2 separate regions of the Sus scrofa genome follow, and region 1 is linked to region 2. A link is a contact called in public HiChIP or PLAC-seq data. All regions are on one chromosome and are shown on one strand. Each heading gives the region's core, a stretch centred on a gene start, on an enhancer-like site or on the middle of the called end of the contact. The rest is flanking DNA. Distances are from core to core; before and after follow the strand shown. Region 1 overlaps ZNF385D (zinc finger protein 385D). Region 2 overlaps ZNF385D (zinc finger protein 385D).

Evidence for each region. HiChIP or PLAC-seq counts read pairs in DNA pulled down with a chosen protein or histone mark.
Region 1: an H3K27ac HiChIP or PLAC-seq map of skeletal muscle shows a contact between it and region 2. The contact joins two enhancer-like sites. A contact is called at or near these places in 2 of 47 Hi-C or Micro-C datasets (both in embryonic fibroblasts) and 1 of 2 datasets of contacts at active chromatin or transcription factors (skeletal muscle).

What each region holds. Positions count from the first base shown.
Region 1 is chr13:8,552,873-8,556,610 of Sscrofa11.1, reverse strand. The region is part of intron 2 of ZNF385D (zinc finger protein 385D); the gene reads left to right. Among named protein-coding and RNA genes, the nearest start is that of ZNF385D, 660 kb to the left of the region's middle. Within about 2 kb of position 1,395, at least 17 of the 83 cell types and tissues checked have an H3K27ac peak or open chromatin away from gene starts, as enhancers often do. A contact at or near this core is called in skeletal muscle, where this site is marked.
Region 2 is chr13:8,330,175-8,334,043 of Sscrofa11.1, reverse strand. All of the region lies in intron 3 of ZNF385D (zinc finger protein 385D), which reads left to right. Among named protein-coding and RNA genes, the nearest start is that of ZNF385D, 880 kb to the left of the region's middle. Within about 2 kb of position 2,218, at least 3 of the 83 cell types and tissues checked have an H3K27ac peak or open chromatin away from gene starts, as enhancers often do. A contact at or near this core is called in skeletal muscle, where this site is marked.

The sequences.
Region 1 (3,738 bases), core at 146-2,645, 220 kb before region 2:
TTAACAATCGATATCGTTAAAACAACAGGCACACAAACAGACAAGGCGGCTTCCAGTAAAATGCCCGTGCTCCACTAGCAGGTCTTGGGTGAAAGAGGCTGGCTTTGCCCGTCCTTACCTGGGGAAAGTCAATTCACTCACCTGTCATATGCCATCCACTTAGTCTGCCAAATATGTGACTGTTAAGTGTGAAGCAAAGTGCACTTTTATTTTTCTGTGATGACAAATAAGTAAGGCTGCTCCAAGCAGCGCATTATTCCACAGTAAGGGTGACCTGGCCAGAACTGCTGCCGACTATCATTTTAGACAAGAAAACAAATGAATAACAAAGCAGATGCCGCTCTTGCTTTCCTTGGGGATAAAATGGGACTGCAGAAGGGGGCCGACATGGAGTTTCCATTGTGACTCAGTGGGTTCAGAATCCAACTGGTGTCCATGACGACGCAGGTTCCACCCCTGGCCTCGCTCAGGGGGTTGAGGATCTGGTGTTGCTGCAGTGTAGGTCACATATTTAGCTTGGTTCTGGCCTTGTTGTGGCTGTGGCAATAGGCTTGCAGCTGCAGCTCCAATTTGACTTGTAGCCCAGGAACTTCCATATGCTGTAGGTGCAGCAAAGAAAGAAAGAAAGGAAAAAGGAGGGAAGGAAGGAAAGAGGGAGGGAGGAAGGAAGGAAAGAAGCAATGCAGTCTTGATTTCACTGTTGTCCTTTTTAGAGGCAAAATTGGGAGATTTTTGTTTCTGGGCCCATCTCTGCTTGCTATAGTCAGAGCCTCTGCATTCACATAAGGAGGCAAAGGCTCCGTTTCACTGACAGGAAAATAGAGGCCACGTGCTTGCTCAGTGACAGTCCTCCAACCACAGCTTACAAGCCAAGTCTTGATTTAGTGGTGTGAATTTGGACAAACAGCCCTTGAGCCTCAGCTTTCAAATCAGTAAACTGAGATAGTGGTCACTCACGCTGCCTCCCAAGGCAGCACTGTAACTACTAAAAATAGCTGAGCTTTATAACGTGCTTGGTCGCTGCCAGCCACTGTTCTTAGTTTATGGGCTCAACCAGTCCTCCTAACAGCCTTGTTGGAAGAATGATCAGTATGCCTGCTCTGCAGATGATGAAACACCAATACAGAGAGGTGAAGCAAGGAGGTGACAGGAAGTGGCTGGGCTGGGTCAGACCTGAGATGGCAGATTGCCTGGCCCTGGCTCCCTCCCCATACCATTTGGTGTGACCTTGAGTAAAATTCAACCTCTCTAAGCCAGAGCATGTTCTCACTATTCAGTTAGAGGGTGGTTTTTTTGAAGCAGGCAGCAAACGAACCCGTGAACCAACACACAGGCAGAGAGCGTCTCAGCTTGCATGGCAAGCAGCCACCTGCTGGTGGGGCCTGAGGCTGAGAGCAGGGAATCCTTCCAGCTCCCTTCCAGAAAGTCTGCACGAGGGTAAGAGATGTGAAATCTGGTTCATGGAACATGCAGTGCTCCCAAATCGAGGCTCGGAAATGATGCTTACGGCAGGGATATGTGCCCTCCCTGTGCAGGAGCCGAGCCTCGGGGCCTTGCCTATGTGTGTGCCAGACACGGCGACCTCACTCTTCCACTTAGAACAGCAATTTCCTCTCTCACTGACTTTCTTCCTGGGCACATGAAATGCCCTGTGCCAGATATGGGGTGATCTTTTCCTGTCAGATAATAATGTGAACTTTTGTTGGGGAGGGGGGTTCATGGCACACCAGGAACTAAGGGAGAGCACAAAACCTTTCTGTATTCTCAATGGAATATTTTCTGTTTTTTGAAAAGGTAATATGTAATACATGCACAATTTTTGAACTACCGTATTATAAAAGGGCAAATAGTGAAATTGAAATCTCCTACCTCCACCCTAGTGCACTTTGTTTTATTTGTTAAATTATACAGAAGGGGGAGGGGAGAGATGGGTGAAGGTGGTCAAGAGACACAAACTTCCAGTTATAAGATACACATATCCTGGGAATGTCACATATCGCATGGGACTGTGGTCAACAAAACTGTGTTGTGTCTTCGACAGTTACTAAGAGAGCAGTTCATTAAACGTTATCATCACAAGAAAAAAATTGCACCTGTGAGGTGATGGATGTTAATTAGACTCATTGTAGTGATGGTTTCTCAGTATAGAAATGCATCAAATCAGTATGCAACATTATTAAACTTTTTTTTTTTTTTTTTTTTTTTTGTCTTTCTGCCATTTTCTTGGGCTGCTCCCGGGGCATATGGAGGTTTCCAGGCTAGGGGTCGAATCAGAGTTGTAGCCGCCAGCCTACACTAGAGCCACAGCAATGCGGGATCCGAGCCGTGTCTGCAATTTACACCACAGCTCATGACAATGCCGGATCCTTAACCCACTGAGCAAGGCCAGGGATTGAACCCGCAACCTCATGGTTCCTAGTTGGATTCAGTAACCACTGAGCCATGACGGGAACTCCTGTTATTAAACTTATGCAGTGTTACTTATCAGGTATATCTTAGTAAAATTAGAAAATAAACTCTTTGGAAGGGTATGTATGTACACCCTCTTCTTGTTTTTACATGGAGTGGAAGCATACGACGACCTTGTTTTTCAGACTGCTTTATTTAACATTTTGATGTTTCTTTTTTTTATTTCCTTGCTTTTTAGGGCCAAACCCATGGCATATAGAGGTTCCCAGGCTAGAGGTCCAGTCAGAGCTATAGCTGCCGGCCTACGCCACCGGCACAGCAACATCAGATCCGAGCCATGTCTGTGACCTACACCACAGCTCACAGCAACTCCAGATCCTTAAAGCACTGAGCAAGGCCAGGGATCGAACCCACAACCTCATGGTTCCTAGACAGATTCATTTCTGATGCGCCACGACGGGAACTCCTGATATTTCTATTTTTAAAAATTTTATGGCTACATAATATTCCAATGCAGGAACATATTGTGATTTATTTTACTGGGCCTTTTAAAAGAAAAATAACCTCTTTCCCTTCTTTCACTAATTTAAAAAAATGGCTATCATTGTGCATAGATAATTTTTTGTGTACATAGTCACAGGTGTCTAAAGAGTAAATTCATAGAAATGGAAATTAGGGAGTAAATCATGTTTAATTCTCATGAGTATTGCCAAAGTGTCCCATGGAAATTTTGTATTGATCAATTTCTACACATATTTCTATCATTAAAAAGTAGAAGAGTTCCTGTTGTGGCTTAGCAGGTTGAGAACCTGACTTCACGTCCTTGAGGATGTGGGTTCAATCCTTGGCCTCACTCAGTGGGTGAGGCCCTGGCATGGCAGATGTGTCTTGGATCTGTTGTTGCTGTAGCTGTCATGTAGGCTGGCATCTGCAGCTCTGATTGAACCCCTAGCCTGGGAACTTCCATATGCCCCAGGTGCAGCCCTAAAAAGAAAAGAAAATGTAGAATAGAAGCTTTTAAACTGGTAAACTGTTTATGTGGAAACTGCCTAGCAGACTTCTCAGAGTATGAATTCTCAAAGTGGAACAAAATGAGTGGCTCCCTGCTTTTTGTCTAACTCTTCCCTGATCTATTTCTCAACTTCCTTCCACTGTGCTCATTTCAAATAGATATTAGTTTCCATATTCAAAATAGCAAAGAAGCCATAAGATCAAAAGATACTCCATGCTTTCAGAATGAGAAAAAAATGCAACTGAAAGAATGCATCTTTAAGTTCGGCTGTGCCATCCTGCCTCAAAACTAGAACATGGATCCTTGAGAGATGTCTA
Region 2 (3,869 bases), core at 969-3,468:
CTCTGTCCATCCATGTTGCTGCAACTGGCATTAATTCACACTTTTTAATGGCTGAGTAATATTCCTTTAAGTATATATATATATATGTATATATATAAACACACACACACTTGGATATGTATATACACACATACTTGGATATATATATATACACACACACACACACTTGGATATATATATATATATATATACACTTGGATATATATATCCATACCCATCCCACATCTTCTTTATCTATTCCTCTGTTGATGGGCATTTAGGTTGCTTTCATGTTTTAGCTGTAGTAAAGTCTTACTTCTCTTTTTAAAATTGAAGTATAGTTAATTTATAATACTGTGTTAGTTTCAGTTGTATGGCATACATAGTGGGTTTTTTTTTCTAATTATATTCCATTATAGGTTATGGCAATATTTTGGGTACAATTCCCTGCATTTCTAATAAGCTACCTGCTGCTGCTGCTACTACTACTACCAATCTGGGAACCACACTTTGAGAACTAATGCTCTATATGAGTGTTAAATGGAACTGAGAGTTGATAATAAACACATTGAGATAGAATAATTAGAAACCTTAGAAACATTCTATTAGTATATACAGAAGTGATACTCAAAATATTTAACAACCCACTGACTGCTTACAATGCATACTGGTCTCAGACCAAATTGTTAGTGAAAGTCCATGTGCCCCATTCACGTGTGGCCAAAGCAAATCAAAATATCGGAGTTTGTAGCAGAAAAAGGTTTATTGCATGGCCATGCAAGGAGACAAGTGGCTCATGCCCCCAAAATATCCCAAACTCCCTGAACCAAAATTGCAAAGCGTTTTTAAAGGCAAAGTGAGGAAGGAGCATGGTTGGTTGCTGCAAAAATCCTTTGTTTTTGTAGCTGCCCACAGAGGTCAGGTCATGATGTTCCTGTAAACCTCCAACAAAGATACATGAGCTAAGCTAAGATACAGGAGCTAAAGCAGAGGATATTGGGGAAAGGCCCACACCAAGAAATCCTCAAAGGGTCCTGCTCAGTTACAAAAGGCGGAACCTGTGCACACTGCCTCAGAATTATATTTGAAAGAATGTATGCAACATAAAAGCAACTTTACAAAGATAAATTCAATCTAAGCTAAAATTTTGAAACCAGATAATTTTCTTAAAAAAAAAAAAAAAAGAGTTCCCTGTTCAAGTATTATCTCTTCTCTTCCCCAAGAGGGTGGTAAATTTTTTAATAACCACTCTTTATTTTTCTGATGTTACATTTTAATAGGATAATGGTCATTTTACTTCAATGAAAAATTAATATGGTAAATTAAAAATCAGAAACTAACCAAGACCACCTTGTTCTTTTTGAAATCACATGCGTTCGTGAAAATTAACTAATTATAGTATTCAGGTATGTATACTTATATTAAACTTCCTAGTTTTTCAAAAAAAGCATATTGAAACATCTTATGCAAGACGTGGAGAGCAAAATTGTACAAACTATTGGTGCTAATGGAATGAAATGACCCATGAACAATAGATTCGCAGTTTCACAGAATAACAGTGATTTATATGGAAGCCTGTTACTTAGATAAGTATAATAAATGTGTGTGTATGTGTTCATGTGTTTCCAAATGATAAAAATGCCTCTCCCAAAAGTTAGCCATTTAACAATTATTTTTATCTGCATTGGAACTTCAGTTGCATATAAGTTGGAAGCCTCTTTGAAATGCTGAAGACAAAATTTGAAGATTGAAAAGTCTGGCTGGCTACTGATGACTGAGATGTGGCGATGACATTTAAAGTGGCGTGAATCCACTCTGAAGGAATGTGTGTGCCTATCTTTAATGTCAGCATTTGCCTCTGAGATGACACTTGTTAGATTTCATGGTATCATGTGCTAGTTCAAGGTCGGTAGTCGTGCTTTTTGTTACCCAATGCAGAATACTCCACAGCTGATCTAAAAGTAACTTGTTGAAACCAGTGTTTCTTGGTCTGCTTACTTTCCTGTGTACTTGGATCACCTCACTCGCTTTAAGTTTTAAAACAGAATTCTGACTTGTGTTGTAATGAAGTATTTAAATAACTATACTCATACTTATTTAATCTTGAAATCATTCCTGTGATAATGAATTGTTTGCTTATGTTGGATGGTTCCCAGGTTTCTGGGGATGACTTGACTCATAGATGAACTAAATAAATTATAGGCAATAGCCTCAGAAGGAAAATGGTGTACTACACACACCCAGCATCTCTCTGCCCTAAGGAAAAGCAGAGGAGGCCTAAAGAGACAGCTCTGGCCAACTGTTGCTTTTGAAAAAATCTTCTGGAGTTCCCATTGTGTCTCAGCAGGTTAAGAATCCCACATAGTGTCTGTAAGGATGCGGATTCAATCCCTGACCTCACTCAGTGGGTTAAAGATCTGGTGTTGCTGCAAACTGTTGTGTAAGTTGCAGATGTGGCTCAGATCTGTGGCTGTGGCGTAAGCTGCAGCTCCAATTTGACCCCTAGCTTAGGAACCTCCATATGCCACAAATGGGCCCTTAAGAAAAATAAAAAATAAAAAATAAACAACTCCCAGTAGGATTCCTTCTTAGGCTGCAGCTTTGTCTACCGTCACAGAAAGGTTGTGTGTGGCTGAAAAATCTATCTTGCCGAGTGAAGTGGCTTAACGGGGTAAGAAGAGGTGGCTGGGCTTCCTTTTTTTATACACCTTTGTGCAACCCACCTGTATCAAGGTGAGCCAAGACATGTGGGGTCAATATATACAGACAGAAAAATTAATACTAATATAACCCAAGAGCAGTCCAGTAAATTCTACAAACATGAAGGTCAGTGATAAAGAAAATGTTAAATGTCCAGAAGGGGTTACCTGTCTACATTTAGTCTCTAACTCGTGTATCCACTTCCACCCCCAGCGCATCCATACCCTTCACCATGACATCACATTGCTCCCCTCGACCACCATCAACCCCCCCAAACTCCCTAAGTTCCCTGAAATTCTACATGTTGTGGTCTCTCCATAGCATTTTGGATCTTCCTACCATTCAGGTTTTTTTTTTTCAAATTTGTGGGAGACTCAGTTGCCTTTTTTTATAGTAGAGTTTAACAAATTACATAATAACTATCAGAGTTCTTTGAGACTATTATTCATGGAACAAGTGAGTATGCATTTCGTCTTGTTTTGTTTTGCTTTTTTAATATACCAGGTGTCTCAACTGGGAACCTACCAGATGTACTAGCCGCTGCTAGTTTGATCACCCCTTTCTCCCCACAACCTCCTGAGCCATTTCACTTGCTGGAAGCCCTGGCTTAGCTATGTTTGTGCAGAAGTTTTTTGTTTGTTTGTTGTATGTAGGTACTCTCTTAACTTGCAGGATTCTTCACCTGGTCATATGGTGTTTTTAATACATACGGTGTATTTAAATGAAGTCTTCTCTGATTTGAAATACCACTGAGAAATACAGATTTGCTAGGAACCTTAACATGTGCATTAAGATGTACATTTTGTAGGTATATGTGGGAATAGCACTGTTCATGGAAACCCTATATTATAATACATATGATGTGTAAAGCAGTCACTTCTATACCAGGAATAGGAGTGAGAAAGTACATAACCAACTGCCTAGAGAAGATGGCTAACTGTATATTGTAGATGTAATTGAATATAGCATCTTGCCCTCAAAAGATATATCCAAAGGATTTGCTTTATAAGAAAGGAGAACTAGACAGGGGGAAAAAAGAAACACAACTCTGTCCATCAAAGTAGCATTTTCCATGTAGAATCCAACGAACCTAATCCATCATTGATTCCTCTCTTAACGAAAGCAAGTCTTAACTTCACATTTTGACTCACATGATGTCCTTTGATGTTACGTGTTGTTGGAAAACTGAT